Regions from separate parts of the Mus musculus genome. Here all the other regions are linked to region 2. A link is a contact called in public promoter capture Hi-C data. All regions are on one chromosome and are shown on one strand. Each heading gives the region's core, a stretch centred on a gene start, on an enhancer-like site or on the middle of the called end of the contact. The rest is flanking DNA. Distances are from core to core; before and after follow the strand shown.

What was found. Promoter capture Hi-C pulls out the DNA fragments that hold promoters and counts their contacts.
Region 1: a contact with region 2 is called in a promoter capture Hi-C map of hippocampal neurons, with 2.2 times the contacts expected there. The contact joins the promoter of Podxl2 here to the promoter of 4930512J16Rik in region 2. A contact is called at or near these places in 2 of 39 promoter capture datasets (the C10 cell line and hippocampal neurons) and 1 of 115 datasets of contacts at active chromatin or transcription factors (pancreatic cancer cells).
Region 3: a contact with region 2 is called in a promoter capture Hi-C map of pre-B cells, with 4 times the contacts expected there. The contact joins the promoter of Txnrd3 here to the promoter of 4930512J16Rik in region 2. A contact is called at or near these places in 10 of 39 promoter capture datasets (the 3T3-L1 cell line, 3T3-L1-derived adipocytes, the C10 cell line and 6 more), 5 of 484 Hi-C or Micro-C datasets (the G1E-ER4 cell line, embryonic stem cells and pro-B cells) and 10 of 115 datasets of contacts at active chromatin or transcription factors (the 230-238 cell line, bone marrow-derived macrophages, embryonic stem cells and 4 more).
Region 4: a contact with region 2 is called in a promoter capture Hi-C map of embryonic stem cells, with 2.9 times the contacts expected there. The contact joins the promoter of Chchd6 here to the promoter of 4930512J16Rik in region 2. A contact is called at or near these places in 1 of 39 promoter capture datasets (embryonic stem cells), 2 of 484 Hi-C or Micro-C datasets (embryonic stem cells and nephron progenitors), 4 of 115 datasets of contacts at active chromatin or transcription factors (astrocytes, embryonic stem cells and extraembryonic endoderm stem cells) and 2 of 9 other capture datasets (adipose tissue and macrophages).

The regions. Positions count from the first base shown.
Region 1 is chr6:88,872,550-88,876,422 of GRCm38.p6, reverse strand. It overlaps Podxl2 (podocalyxin-like 2), which reads left to right and starts at 1,377. Exons shown (of 8, transcript NM_001347327.2): 1 at 1,377-1,504. The coding sequence starts at 1,444.
Region 2 is chr6:89,283,881-89,287,730 of GRCm38.p6, reverse strand. It overlaps 4930512J16Rik (RIKEN cDNA 4930512J16 gene), which reads left to right and starts at 2,006. Exons shown (of 4, transcript NR_131021.1): 1 at 2,006-3,085.
Region 3 is chr6:89,642,471-89,646,553 of GRCm38.p6, reverse strand. Txnrd3 (thioredoxin reductase 3) reads right to left here and starts at 2,566. Exons shown (of 16, transcript NM_001178058.1): 1 at 2,152-2,566. The coding sequence starts at 2,421.
Region 4 is chr6:89,593,244-89,597,014 of GRCm38.p6, reverse strand. It overlaps Chchd6 (coiled-coil-helix-coiled-coil-helix domain containing 6), which reads left to right and starts at 1,363. Exons shown (of 8, transcript NM_025351.3): 1 at 1,363-1,556. The coding sequence starts at 1,470.

The DNA of each region.
Region 1 (3,873 bases), core at 128-2,627, 410 kb after region 2:
GTCCCAGAGCTGTCCCCAAGTATAGGGATCAGTGTATACATTACCCATCTTGTTGATCTTGCCAGTCTTCCTCTTCTTGTCTGTAGCCAAGATCTTCAGGGAGTCGCCCTCTGTCAAGTCTGATCCTTATTATTTCGGAAGGAGTCCAAAGCCTTTTCTTCTTTTTTAAAACACAAACCTAGAGTCTCTCTCCCAACACAGCATGCCTTTAAGTACAGACTGATTCAATCTAGTAGAAGACTAGGCACTGGGTTTCCTGGAGCTGGAGTTACAGACAGTAGCAAGTGTGGGTGCTGGGAACCAAATCTGGGTCCTCCAAGAGCCACAAACTCTGTGCGGAGCTGTCTCTCTAGCTCCCCTCCCCCACCAGACAATCTTATGTCGCTCAGACTGCCCTGGTCTTAACCTGAATCCCTTCTAGTGCGGTACAAATATTACAGGCGTGGGACAGTCACGCTTCAGTCAGTGTTTTCACTGTCACTTAAAGAAGTGAGACATCTTTCTATCTGAGAATTGCCACAGTTTCTCTCTGTATCTAGAATGGTTTCGCCAAAACCCAGCTTACCCAACATCCATGCATCCTATAAATGTCTCCATAGAAGGTCCCCTCTGCCTCCGTTTGTGCTTAACCTGCCTTCCTACACTTGTGGCTCTGGAACATGCTGAGGAATGTTCCTGCCCTCCTGACACTTAGGAAGAGCAATGCCTGTCGGATTTGCCATATTGGCACAAAAAGAAACTTGAAGTCAAGGAGAAGCGCTGGCTAGAGAGAAAGGTGACTCCCACAAGATGTCTGAAGACAAGGACAAATCTCCTCAGGCTGTGAAAGCCAACTGGAAATTGGGGGTCTAAACTACCCCTGGAAGCTGTAGTGGGTCAGAGGTTAAGAGCATGGACTGACCCAAGTTCAGTTCCCAGCACCCACATGGTGGCTCAACAACCATCAGTGGACTTCAAACACGCACGTGGTGCACATATGTACATGTAGGGAAAACATTCACACACATAAAATGAAAATAAACTACACCCGGCACAGAGTTCAGCTCTCTGCTCTTGCCCAGTCCCTTCACCAAAGCCTGGTCCTCTCCGGCCTTCAGGATCCCCAGGCCACGTGCCCCAACAGGTCCCTGCTGATCCTGGCCTCTGTCTCCTTCGCTGTAACTGGGGCCCGGTCTGCTGCACAAAAGGTTCGGGACCCGCTTCCCAGGGAGGTCCCCCCCCCCGGGTGGCGAAGTGCTCGAGGCCCGAGGTGCAGGTGCGAAGCCGGACTCCGCAATAGGGTCCCGCCCCCGATCCCTCCGCTGCATCGATTGGGCGGATGAGCGCGTGAGTGGCGGGTACGCAGGCCAACGGGGCGCACGCGCGCCGCCGCCTTCGCTTTGCGCGCCCCCGAGGCCGGCCCGGGCGCCGCGGCGCTGCGGCTGCGGGCGGCAACGCTGCACCATGGCCCGGCCGCTGCGGGCCGCCCGACTGCCGCCGCCGCTGCTGTTGCTGCTGGCCGCCGGTGAGTGGGGCCGGGCCAAGCCGCGAGGGCGCAGCGCGCCACGGGCCAGTGCTGGCAGCGCCGCAGAACAAAGGCTGTGGGGCGCGCGGGGTCGGCCGCGCGCGGGGAGGAGGCGGCGGCGCGGGGCCTGGCGCGGGGACCCCCCAGGCGCCCTGTCCTGGGCGCTGGATGCTCCGTGCCACGCGCGCGCTCGAGGACGGCGGCGGCGGGGCCGCTGCACCAGGGTGTCCGCGCCCCACCCCTCGCCAGGTGACAGGTGACAGGTGACCAGTCTGCGGCCAAGGAGCAGAGGGGCGTGTGCGTGTGTGCGCGCGAGGGTGTAGAGAAGCTCAGCAGGGAGGCGAGAGCGCACGGGTGACACCCTTGGAGAAATCGCATCGTAAAGGTCCGGCGGGTACCCAAAGCGCGTGGGCCGGGGATGCCGAGGGCCGAGAAAGAAAGAGCTGCGTGGCCGAGGTGGATGTTTACATGTGCGTGGAGCTTGCCTGGGAAGGCGTGTGCGTGTCGTTGTGAACGCGTGTCCTCGACTGCGCGGGGCAACTTTATTAGGAGCTGACAAAGGGGTAGGTCTGCGACAGCGACTGCCGCCATATGGGGCTGTGTGTGAGACTCGGGTACGTGGTTTTCATTCAGCAGTCACTCCGGATACCTCGTTAGTGTGGGCGTGTGACAGGTCGGGGCCTGAGGCAGGTAAGAAATATGTGTGTGAGGGAGAAAGAGACAGCTTCTCAGGGTAGACATGGGATTCAGGGGTGTGTGCGAGTGTAGGGGGCGGGCACAAAAGCTTGACAGGCTCAGAGGCAAGCCGCCACCACAGAAGGGGAGGGAGGAAGGCTGACTGCAAAGGTGGGTCAGACCAGGACATGGGAGAGCAGCTTTCTCAGGGAAGATCGGAGCTGGGACCCTGTCCTAAGGTGGGCCTGGGGCAGGAGCAGGGTGCTGGGCTGGGTGGGCTACAAGACTTGGTGAACGCGTGTCCTCGACTGCGTCGCTTCCCCTCCAGTGGAGACAGGCATGGGACTGGCCACTAGTGCTCAGGCAGTTACCCCACCAAAACCCACCCAGTGTAATGTATACAAATTCGAGGAGGCGTCTATGTGAAGTCAGGTGAAGACCTTGTTTGATATGAATAGGTGGTGGGCCCTTACTTTGAGACTGTCAATGATAGAACACCAGGAAAATGTCTGGAGAAGGGCGGAGGTGGGAGAACGCTGATTAGGGTTGTACTTAACTGTAATTCCAGCTCTTTGGAACCTAAGGGGCAGGAGGATTGGGAATCCAAGTCCAGTCTGGGCTGCAGAGCAAGACCCTGTCTCTAAATAAATAGATAGATAAATAAAACAAAAAGTCAGAGAGGTAACTGACCCCTCACACTGCTGTGCCTGCCCTGGGCACATTTTATGGGGAAGTGTCTATTGATGTTGGCCTGGGACATCTACACAGACCACCCAGATCTTTGCAAAGCTCTGGGAGGTCTGCTCTCTCTCTCTAGGTAGGGACCACACCATCTCTGCCAGCAGTGCAAGTCAGTATGGAGACCTGACTCTCATGACCCCATCCTGGTGACCAGTGGGATGACAATCAGGGTCCCTCCTTTCCTCTTCTCTCCCTCACCCCGTTTGTATGCCCCCATCTCTGTGCAGGCACACGTGTGTCTATCAGCGTGCCTCCTTTCTACACCTTTGTGTAGAAAGAAGAACGCTTCACTCATGCACTCTTTCTCAGCGGCAAACATCAGTGGAGTCGGGTGGGGGTGGGGGATGGGGGTGTGGGGTGGGGGTGCATCTCTGTTGTGGCTGCCACTCCGGGCTGTGGGGGCAGAGTGGCAGATGCTGCCCAGCCACCTCCCATGCTGGTGTCTGCTAAGGGCTTAGGGGGATCTGACTTGAAAGCTGCTGACAGGGGAGGGCCGAGTGCAGCTGGTGGTAGACAGAAGAGCCTGCCTGCCAGGGCTGAGCGGGACCGTGCAGGAGGACACACACTGGGTTCTGGGGCCCTGGCTTTCTCTACCCCTAAGATGTCTGCCTGTCTCCGTGACCTCCCCTTTCTGGGCTTGTTTGGATCAGATCTTTCTTGATGCTGATCCACCTTGTCCCTCCCTGTGTGCCTTTTCCTTTCTGCCTCCCTTTGGGGTGATGAAGTAACAGAAAATTCAGTGAGCTTGAGGAAGAAAAGGAATCACACAGCAAGTATAATTCTGAGACCCTCCCCCCCCCCCCCCCCCCCGCGCATATGTCCTAAGTGATCACCCAGTACCCAAGCCTTTGGAAAATAATCAGGTCTATATAAAGACAGAGCAGCCATTGCAAGGAACATGCCTTCCAGAGAATAAAAATTGGTTGGGAAGAAGTCAGAACCAAGGGAAATAT
Region 2 (3,850 bases), core at 757-3,256:
AGTGCTGGGATTAAAGGCCTGTGCCACCATGCCCGGCTAAAGTGAATCTTAAAGAAAAGAAATCCCCCTTTAAAAGGGGAGAAATCAAGCTGGGTGTGGTAGTGAACCTGTTATCCCAGCCTTGGGGAGTTTGAAGCTAGCCTGGGCTATTATAACGAGCACCTGTCTCAAATAGCAAAGCTAAACAAGAGGAATGGGGAGATGGCTTACAAGCACAGAGATATTAGCTCAACCTGCAGAACCGAACCCACGCTTAAAAAAAAGAAAAAGCTGGAAATGGTAGCATGTGTTTGTAATCTGCTCTGGGCTTGGAGAGCTCCCGGCCAATGAGAAACCCAGTCTCACAAAACAAGGTAGATGGCACCTGAGGGACAACACCCAAGACTGACCTTTGACTTCGTCTCATGTGCACGTGCACATGCACATACACACACACACACACACATGTAACAGCCAGAATGTTTAACGTCTGTGGGTGTCTCTCATGACCTGCCCCTTAGACAGTGAAAGTGTAGGTAGTAAAGTGTGAATGAAGACTGCATGAAGGGGCGTGTGTTCTCTCTGCTGGTGCAGGAAGAGCTATGTATAGAAAAAGAAATGCATTTCTCCTGGTTTCAAGGCTGGGAAGTTCAAGGTTGGGAGCTATTTCTGCCTCATCCAGCTTTGGACAAGACAGCACACCAAAACCAGCTGTGTTAAAAATCCTGTCTTCCTGAGGCTAGAAACCCTCTGTCCTTAGCACCGCCCATTAAGCTCCACCCCTTACACTGTTGCCCTGGCAACTAAATCTCAAACTGAGAAGACAGAATGAGGTCATCTCAGAGTAAACTCAGTCTGGGGGCCTTGGGCAACACCACTGAGGGTGAGTGTCAGCTTGCCTCCCATCTGTCTGCTGATGGATAAAAGGCACTATGTCCTCCAGCCTGCTGAAAGGGTGTGTGTGTGTGTGTGTGTGTGTGTGTGTATTTATCTGCCTGTGTGTATGTGCATCATGTGCCCTTGGAGGCCAGAAGAGGGTATTGGTGTTGGATCCCCTGGCACTGGAGTTACAGTCAGCTGTAGGCTGCCATGTAAGTGCCAGGAACCAAACCAGGGTCTTCTACAAGAGCAGTCAGTGTTCTTAACTGCAGAACCATCTCTCTAGCCCCTAGACTGAGATTCTTGTCATCATGGAGGTTGCAGGATATGAGAGAAACATGCCATTGCTCTCCAACTATGAAGGCAAAGCTGAAGGAGAAAAGTTGCGCTGTGGAAGTCCCCAACATGAGGACCCTGCCCTCCTGCACAACTTGACCCAGCCCATGCGTTTGAGGAGGCCACTATGTCCCCAGGAGATGGAGCACTCAGGGCAGTGGGCGGGGAGGCCTCACCACCCTGGCCTCAGCCTTGGTTGGTATCTTTGATCCTGTCTCAGTTCTCTCTACACACACACACACACACACACACTCTCTCTCTCTCTCTCTCTCTCTCTCTCTCTCTCTCTCTCTCTCTCTCGCCCCTCATTATGTTCCACCTGGATTGGTGCTCACTTTGCAGTGGGAAAGGGGACGCTTCCCAGAGGGGGGTTGAAATGATGAGCAGGTAAAAGCCAGCCGCCAGGTCCCTCTTCCTCTTTTGATTTCAGCAGGAAGCCTGCCTCGCTTGCACGTGGCGGGGGCTGGGATCTCAGTGAAACCAGCACTTCTCAGACATCGGGAACAGCAGGGACCCGGCTCAAAGGAAGCAATCTGTGGATGCTGCCACCCAGGTGGGCCTGTGTGTAAGGGGGTGGGCCAGGGGTCACATTTCCAGGCCTCCCTCCTTTCTGAGAGGTTAGACTGGTGTGTGTATCGGGGAGCACTGTTGGGGACTAATGTCTAAATAGGAACAATGGCTCAACAGTGGTGGCCCAGACAAACTTGCAGATTGTATCCACTTGTGACCTCCAGTCACCTGTTCTGACCTTTGGAGTGAGCTGTGTGTAGGATACAGCCAGCCCTTGGGACCCAGCCCACATCACATGACCAAGAACTGAGTAGAATGTTCTGGTCAAAGCTAATCTGGACTGGACTGCTGGGATCTGGTCTGGCTTGATATAGTTTTATTTGGTTTGGGCTGGTCTAATTTGGTCTAGGTCTAGCCTATATTCATTTAAGCTGGCCTGGGCTTGTCTATTCTGGTCTAACTTCTGGGCTGGTCTAAGTTTTACTGGGCTAGTCTACTCTAGTATCGTCTGGTTTGGTCTAACCTGGCCCAGTTTGGTCTATTCTTGTATTGTCTAAGCTAGTCTAGTCTGGCCTACAGTAGTGTGATCTACCCTGATCTAATCTAGTCTAAACTATTCTGGTGTAGTTGGTTTGGTCTGGATTGGTTAAGTTAGTCTGGTCTGGCTTGTGCTGGTATGTTCTAGCCTGGTCTGGATTAGTCAAATCTAACCTGTTCTGTTCTGTTTAGTCTGTTTTGGCTTGGTTTATTCTTCTTTGGTCTGGTCTGTGCTGGTAGGGTCTAGCTGGGTCTGGTCTGATATGAGCTGGTCTTGGCTGGTTAATTCTGGTGAGTTCTAGCCTTGTCTGGATTGGTCTAAAGGGGGCTTATATGCTGTATTCTGGTGTTTTTCATCTAATCTGAGCTGTTCTGTTCTGGTATGATCCAGTTGGGGCTGGCACAAGCCGTTCATTGTTCACTAATTGTTTTCTCTAAGAGCAGCTCCTGAGCAAGGGACTGGATTTCAGAAGAACTAGATGTTCTACTAGCAAAAAGAGTTCCATTTGACAGGCCTGAAGAAGAGCTGCCATGAAGATATCAATGACAATGGAGATGCCACACCAGGAGAGGAACGAGAACGGCCTGCATGGGGACTGAATTCTTTCTTTCTCTGCACAGGACTAATTTTCCTTCCTTTGTTGTTACAGAAGGTGATTTTCTTACAGAGAAGCATCTGCTCTCACCCTTGTGGCACAGGTGGCCTTCTCCTGCCATCAAGTCCAGAGGAATGCATGCTGCCGGGGCTTAGCAGAACTTCCTCGTCCCTTCTATTCCTGTGGCAGTGGGCTCAGAGGACTCAGGCTGGGGAGTGAGAAACTCCCAGAATGAAGCCTCCTCACAGGTGAGAGAGCTAGAGAGGCCATATCTGCTTCTGCCTGGTAGGGAGGCTGCTGAAAACACTCGGGGCTCTCAGGAAAATCTCCATAGTACTCCTAGTATTTTAATATCCAACCAAGCTAGGTCTGGAAGTGCCCCCCCCCCCCAAATACATACTAAAGCTTAACTATAGGTTGATTTTTGTGCAGCTAACTTAATAAAATACCATACCTCCAGTAGTCATTCAATTAATTCTATCAAAGATAATTTAATCACTCTATGTTTTAGTTGTAAAATTTTATTTACTTTTCTTGTCTTATGGCACTGGCTTGAACTTCCAAGGCATCTTGGAACAATGGTGTCAGCAATATCTAACATACCTGACTCTTCTCTGAGTACAGTCAGTGGAAACTCTCCCACTGTGTTACATTAAGAGTGAGTTTTGCTTCTAATTTAAAGTAGGTAACGCTTCTCACAGTCTGGAAACTTCTTATTTCATTTTTAGCTTGTCACCAGTTATATTAGGAAAAATATATGTTATTTCATAAGTACTTTTCATATATCTGTCAAGATCAGGGGCTGGCAGATACAAAGACATAATCTAGGTGGCTTGTTTCTGTGAGCTGAGAGCACCCTTCTACTTAAAGATGCGTGCTACAATCTGCAACAAAGGTTGCATATGGCTGGTAACGCCTGACATTTGTCATTCAGATTTTTATGGCATAAATGTTCTGACCCTTAATCTGGAGTAGACCTCAGATTCTAAATTATCACTGTCATGCTCTTACTA
Region 3 (4,083 bases), core at 1,317-3,816, 360 kb before region 2:
TGGTCTTAATGGTTCACAAAAGAAAACTCCTCAAGGCAGTCATAACACGTAGGCTTCATTAGGGAGATGAAAATTTCAACGGAAGAGCATTACCTAGCAGAACTGAAAAAGTGGAACACAGCAGCTGTCAGCAAGGCTGGAAAGCAAGAACAGGGACACACTCACCACCAGAGGCCAAATCAGTATACTTGAAAACGCCCTGCCGCTGGGATGACTCCATGAATCAATGAAAGACGCCCATCGCTTCTGGGCTTTTGGCAAAGATCACATATGGCTCAAAAGCAATTAGGTAAGTTGGCCAGGGTGTGCTCCCAGATGTGTCCAAAGAAAGGTATCTACCCATATTGCTTTTAAGATCAAAATATTAAGCCAGTTGTAGTGGCTCATGCTATAATCCCCACACTTGGGAGACCGAGGCAGGAGGATTACCCCAAGTTCATTGTTAGCCTAGGGAACATCACAGCAGTGAGAGGTAATGAGACAGAGCCACAGGTCCTAACATGCACGAGTCCCCAAGCCAAACTGCAGAGGAAACAGCTGTAAAACATGTGAGTCGACTCACATAAGGCCCATGCAGGCCAAAAGAACAGAGCTCTGTTAGTGAAGAGCAGCATCAGGTACCTCTCCCAGGTGAATAAGGAATGTGGCTAACCCTGGGGGGAGGGAGGAAGCAGCCTGTAGTCTCCACGCTGCCATCCACATTTTATTAGTTTTTAAAATGAATGCATATTTTTAATGTATGTGTGACTGTGTCTGTGTGTATCTTTGCATGCAGGTGCACTTGCAGCTACAGAGGCCAGAGGTCAACCTCAGCTATCATTCTCGAAAGATTTGTCTGTCTACCTTCTTTCCAGTAACTCCTCTTACTGGCCTGACGCTTACAGGCTGTGTAGCCTGGACTTACACTGTCTTACACTGAGGTAAAGTGCACTCCACTATGCCATCTGTTTTAATACGAGTTCTGGGGATGGAACGTTGGTCCTGGAGCTGGCACCATTTCATCCCGTTTCTTGTGGTAGCACTCTTAATAGGAGCCCAGGCTGGCCTTGAATACATGATCCTTCTGCCCAAGCATCTATTTTTTTTTTCATTTAAATTGTGCTAGAAATGGAAGCCAGGGCCTTGCTCCCACTAAGTTACACACCTGGCCTTTATTGTTTCAACTTTCTCATAATGTTAAGTAAACATCAAGATATTGAACAGCCCCATCTTGCATCTTCCTTCCAAAGATTTCAATAAGAATATTTTTATCTCATAATATGAAAACAATGTCGAATGCCCACCCAGCCCCAAATTACAGAGTGTGCAACAGAGCTTAAACTAGCCACGACTTCCATGGTTCTTAAAACCTCCTCTACCTTCATCTTACAAGCTCCCTGCTAGTTCTGAAACCTGGTCAAGGAGCCAAACATGCTAGTTAACAAATGGGATCTAGATCCAGCTTCAGCTAGCCACGCAATCCTATTTTAATAAGACAACAATTTTAAATATTTTTTGGTTGTTCTTTTTTTTTTTTTTTTAACTAAAGCCCATTATCAGGCTGGAAAGCAAATGTTTCCCTAGATGGCAACCTCCCGGGACCCCGTAGTGAGTCAGAGAAGGTAGGCAATGAAACCTGGGAAAGTGCTACAAAAGCCCTACTCCGTCCACCTTCAGGCCCCGCCCACCTCCCATATGTCAGCGCAGGACCGCCCGCCCACTAAGTTCCACCCAAACCCTCCCTTACCCCCCACCCCCCATACACTAGGTCCCACCCACAGAGTTCCACTCAGACCCTCCCTATTAGCCCCTCCCACCAGGACCCCCTTCCACGGTTCCAATCCGCCCAATGAGCCCCGCCCAGACCCTATTCCGGTTACGCCCATCAAGCACCCTCCACAGACCTCCGCTTCGCCCCACCCACCAACCTTGCTCAGACCCCGCCCACCAGGCGCTAACTACTGAGCCCGGGGTTCGCCCGGCTCACTGCTCAGACCTCTGATCAGTCCCCAGATCCGGCTCACAAACTTACCCAGCCTCTTTATCGACGCTCCTCCCCGCCCGGCCCACCCTGTCCTGGCTTCACCTTCACTTCCCTCCTCCCACCGGGATTGCTTAGACCCTGCCCATCAGGCCACGCCCCAGAGCTCTGCTACGGCCGGCCCCGCCTACCCGCGTGCTGTGTGGACAGTAACTCTTGCTGAAGATCATCACCCTGTTGCCCTCGATGAGGTCCCGCAGGCGGCGCCGCAGCTCCTCGCGGGCCTCAGAAGACGGGCGGCTGGTCCCAGGGGAGGCCAGGCGGGCGCGGCGGCCGGGTGGCGACGACATGAGGCCGCCACGGACAGCACCCAGGCGGCGGTTGGGGAGGACTCCAACCTTCCCCAGCCCGGGCGAGGTCTGCGCCCGAGGAGGCGGCGGCGGGGACGGTGGCTTCTCCAGGGCTTTGTTGTCGCTCCGGGCCGAGCCGGGCCTGCTGAGGAACCGGGACGCGGGCGGCCGCCTAGGGGACGACGCCGGCAAAGCCGCTGAGAACTTGAGAACGCTACGCACTGGCCGCGGGCGCACCGGACAGCTACGGGGCCACGCCCCCGACCGCGCGACCCACGGAGAGGGCCCGCCTACCGACCGGCCACGCCCCCGGGAAAACTTTGCCCCACCTCCAGGCCTCCACAGGGCTAAGCTACGCCCCCTTAGCTCAGCCTGGTGAGCCTGCAAACTACTCTGTCTACCACCCAGTGGCACAGTGGCAGTCACTTGCCATTTTCAAAGGTGCGGAATCAAGCTTGTATGCTCTGCTCTTCTTGTAATTACTGTTTTCATTATCGTTTTACCACAGTTTTTGACACCCAGAGGCCTCTCTACAGTTCCTTCCGCTCCTGATTCTCCACCAATCTCAAAATAGGTGCTTTTCAGGAAGGGTAGATGTCTCCACTTTATTTCAGAAAATGTGACAAAAACCTTGTCTAGGAAATACTGATTCTTTTTTAATTTGCACTACTGAAGCTGAATAAAAATTACTATTGCAATTCAGTTTCAATATGAGGTTCCTAGGTTACTACCTCCCCAACCCCTCAACCCACACACACCCTCAGCAATTCACTGTGACAGTGTACTGCTTAGTTTTTGTCAACTTGGAGCATACTAGAGTCACCTGGAAAGAGACTCAACTGAGGAAATGCTTCCTTCAGATTGGCCTGTAGGCAAGCCTGTGGAATATTTTCTGATTAATGATAAATGTGGTGGCATCAGGCCCACTGGGGAGGGGGTGCCACCCTTGGGCAGGTGGTCCTAGGTGGTAAGAGAGCATGCTGAGTGAGCTATCGAGAGCAAGCCCACGAGCAGCAGTCAGCTTCTGCTCCTTCTTGGGTTTTCTGACTTCCCCCAATAATGGAGTGTGACTTGGGACTTTTCCCAAATAAACCCTTTCTTCCTCTAAGTTGTTTTTGGTTAGTGTTGTTATCACAGCAACAGGAAATAACTAGGGCACAATGGATTCTCAAGCCATCCCCAACACAGGAACCATTTGGAAAGAAGGTCAAATAAGAACAGGCGGTATGCAAACATTTTATCAACTGAGCCCTCTCCCTGGGCTCACGTTTTAAAGTTATTGCTGTAAGCAGCCCTTCTGAAGTTCAGCTTCCTGTAAATGAGCAGAGGCACGGACTCTAATTAGTGGCCACTGTTAGTCAGTTAGCTGGACTATCCTTAGCACCTGTGGTCTGGAACGCCCACTCCACAGAGGCCTTGAGGAAAACTGCATGGCCAGTGTATCTGGTGCCTGTCTGAAGGGCAGGCTCAACCAGGGCTGCTTCAAACATTTGAGCCAGACTTGTTATCACCAACCCTTGAACCCTAGAAGACCCTACTAAAACTCAAATCTTTTTCACTTGCAACCCTTTTTAACCTGAATGATTTCACATGATCTCAAAAGTACATTCAACAGATTCACAAACATTTACTGGTAATAAATCATAATGAATTTAATTTTTAGGAAAATCTTAGGTACCTTTATAATTTCACCCTTTATTAAAGATGAGAGCAAATTTACATTCTAATGAGATGGATGGATAGGGTTGTTTGTTTTTACATAAAACAAATCTT
Region 4 (3,771 bases), core at 114-2,613, 310 kb before region 2:
ACCCACGCATGCTGGTTGTTTTTGCAGAATAAATATTGTTTGCCTTTACATACTGTTTGAGTCTGGGGCCTTCCTTCAGTGATTCTCAGACTCTAACACTTGCAACATGTTATGGCGGTTTAAATAGGAATGGCTCCCATAGACTCATGTGTTTGAATACTTGGTCCATAGAGAATGAATGGTGGCACTACTGGGAGGTATGGCCTTGTTGGAGTAGGTGTGGCTTTGTTGGAGGAAGTGTGTCACTGGGGTGGTATGGGTTCTGAGGTTTCAGAAGCTCAAGCCATCTTACTTCCTGCTGCCTGTCAACCAGGATGCAGAACTCTCATTCCCTCCTCTAGCACCATACCAGTCCTAGGGTTTTTTTTTTTTTTTTTTTTTTTTTTTTGGACAGGGTTTCTCTGTGTAACAAGCCCTCCTGGACTCTCTTTGTAGACCAGACTGGCCTCAAACTCACAGGCCTGTTTCTGCCTGTTTCTGCCTCCTGAGTGCTGGGATTAAAGGCATGGGCTACCACACCAGGCTAAATATTTTTCTTTCTAAGAGTCACCCATGGTGTCTCTTCATAGCAATAGAAACACTAAGAAACATGCCTTTGTTTCACAAGAGGTTAAGACTAACTAGTTATATTTTGTGTCTATTTGTCTCCCATACCCCACCCCTCCTCAAATTTGGAAACCCCTTATCCTTGACCTATAAAAATCTTTTCTACCTCAAAGTCTGACCTCTTGAACTCCATCTTAGGAGAAGACAGCCTATGTACAAGAATTAAAAGTTTGTTTTAATTAACTTGCCCAGGATGGTTTGGGCCGGTGGTCTTTCTCCTCCCATCATTGGGATTAACAGTTGGTCCCTAGCATAGTACTTTCTCTATCATCTCATGGCAAACTACACTCACCTTTAGGTCTTAAAGGCTCCATTTGTGTAAAGGCTCCATCTGTGAGGTTGCCACAATTTATTAATTTGTCTCGCGGTATTACAGTGTCGTTTCCCTTGCACTACAGTAGATTCACTTGTGTTTGAAATTTGTTTCTTTCATGACTCAAGCAGGTTACATGGGGTGGCTCAGTACAAGTCTGCTGAATGCTTAACATGAACATAGATCATTAACAGTTGTCTTAGCATCCTTGGTAGTTTATTCTTAGAACACGACTTTTACTTTGCTTCAGGGATAAGATTTATAAGAAACCATGACCTTGTCTCAGCGTCTATTTGGCTGGCCCTCTGTCCAATTTTCCAGCCCACAGGTACCCCTACCTCAGAGAGCCACGCCCCCTTCCAGAGCTTTTTAATGGCGCCAGAATGCTGGACTACAAATCCCACAGGGCAACGCGCGCCAGCCCCAGCAGCCAATAGAGCGCAGTGTTGCTGGCCTGTGTCCCGAGTGACGAGCGTAGGCCGCTGAGCAGCGTCGTCCTGGTTGCTGTGGAGCCGGCTCGCGTGGCCTCACGCCCTGCCCGCCTCCTGTCATGGGCAGCGCCGAGAGCGCCGAGGCCCGAAGGGTGTCCTTCGAGATGGATGAGGAGGAGCGGGTCCGGGTGCTGCAGGGCATCCGGGTGAGCGGCGCGGCGGGAGGGCGCGGGCCGGAGGAGCGTGCGGGCGGGAATGGGAGCCGCCGTCCCGGGGACCAGATACATGGGGCCGCTGGCACTCGGGGGCAGCCGGCCGCCTCAAGTCATTTTCCACCGCCTTGGCTCTCTCGGTTCCGGATTTGTTCCGTGCTCTACCCGGTTTCACTTGTCTTGTGCTTCTCGTTGCGTGTGCTGCAGCACGTTTTGAAAGTGTTCTTCCATTTCCAATCTTGTTCACGTGCCTTTCTCCGTGAGGCAGCAAAAGGAGAGTTTCAGCTACTGTGTATTAGGTCATATGCCTTATCCGCTCTTCAACTAAAAACCTACAGTTGGTCCTTACCACGTCGAACAGGAGGAATAGCCTCACTTGGCTTTTACAAGATGTGCTGGTGCCCACTGACCTTCCCATCCCTTTCCTGGCCTGTTTCCTCATCTTCATAAGATACTTATTTTTGCCTCAGGACCTCCTTGTTCTTCCTAGAAGATCCCAGGTGTTCGATGTTTCTTCAGTTATCGTTAACCTGGCTGTCTTCTTGTTACAGCTCAGGTGTCATCCAAGAATCCTTCCTTGACCACAGTCTCAAGCGACTTCCCACACTACTGCCACACATTTATGATTTTCTCAGCATCCAACACAGTTTGAAACAAATTGTGTTTATTGTGTTTCCCATTAGAGCTCTAGCTGATAGCTTGGCTGAAGTTCTTGTGTAATTCATGACTTTATCACCGGAACTTACAAGAATAAAAGCTCCTGTTTTATTTCAGACTGGCAGCTCTTTACAGGTATTATTTAATTTTTCAACCAATCAATGAGCAGTAGAATTGTTAGTACCTCTTCCTCTGTTTTGTTTTGAGACAGGGTCTCAATATTAAGTCAGGCTGGCCCAGGACTCTGTGTCTGCTTGTCTCATGAGTGCTAGGATTAAGGAGGGGCATATACCACCAAAAGTTTGATTAGTCCATTTTGTAGCTTATGGGGAACTGAGGTCCTATTGGCATAAGTTGTCCAAGGTCACACAGGTAACAAAGTAGGAGACCCAAGACTATAAAGTAGGTCAGCTCCAGAGCTGTTTGTTAAACTTCTTGCTAGACTTTCTTCTATACCTGTGCATGGCACTTAGTGTGTACTTGGTCGATAATTGTTAAGTAATTACATGAGTGAACTCAATGAAATAAATCAAACTTCAAACAAAATGCTCTGAGTTGGCTCTAGGTGAATTAGAGAGTAGATTCAGAAAAAGACTTCAGAGGGTCTGACATCTGAACTCCTTAATAGAGCTATTTTTTATTTAGCTTACAAGAGCTATTTTTTGAGTTTTACTTGGGGAGTGGAGAGAGAGAGAGAGAGAGAGAGAGAGAGATAGAGATATGGTGGGAGGTTATCCTGGGTACTATCAAGGATCAGATGAAGATGTGTGTGAAGCAATGGAGAAGACATGAGGGATGCTTTGTGGGGGGCCTCAGAATGTGCAGCATGTCAGGAGCTGACCAGCTGGAATCGTTAACCTGGCTTGTGGCAAGAATTAAGAGGGGGAAGATGGTTTCTGTTGAAAGGCTGAGAGGGAAGGAGTAGGGTAGATTGTAGGAAGACCGCTTTGACTCAGGACATTCTTCACAGTTTTTTGCTGGGTCTCCTGTTTCAGGGGGATGCAGGCCTGAGTCTTCAGATGTTCAGAGAAGCACCATTGGAGGTGGCTCAGACTTTTCATTTCTAGTTCTCTTAATAATTCTGTAGAGTACAAAGTCTTTACATTTTTTTTCTCTCCTTAAAATGTTGTGTGTGTGTGCACACATGCTTGTCTGTACGTGTACCACATGTATGCAGGTGCTCAGGGTGGAAAAAAGATATGAAATCCCTTGAAACTGGAGGTACAGATTATTGTGAACTGCCAATTCCTCTTGAAGAGCGATAAGCATTTTAAACCACTGAGCCATTCTTCCACACCCTAGTACAAACAATTTAAAGATGGAAAGTCAAGCTTAGAGACAGTCAGGACTTCCTAAGGCACCACTTAGTAGTGTTTGGAACTAATCTAATTCTATCAGACTTCCCCCCAGCCTGAGGACACATGTCTTATAAGTCGGAAATTGTGACATTGCTTCTACATGGCCTGACAGGGATGCTAAGACTCTGCTTAGTTTTACCAGGCAATTAAAGTGGAGGGAACTTCAGTAGTTGTTAGCTTTCTTTTCTAGTTAA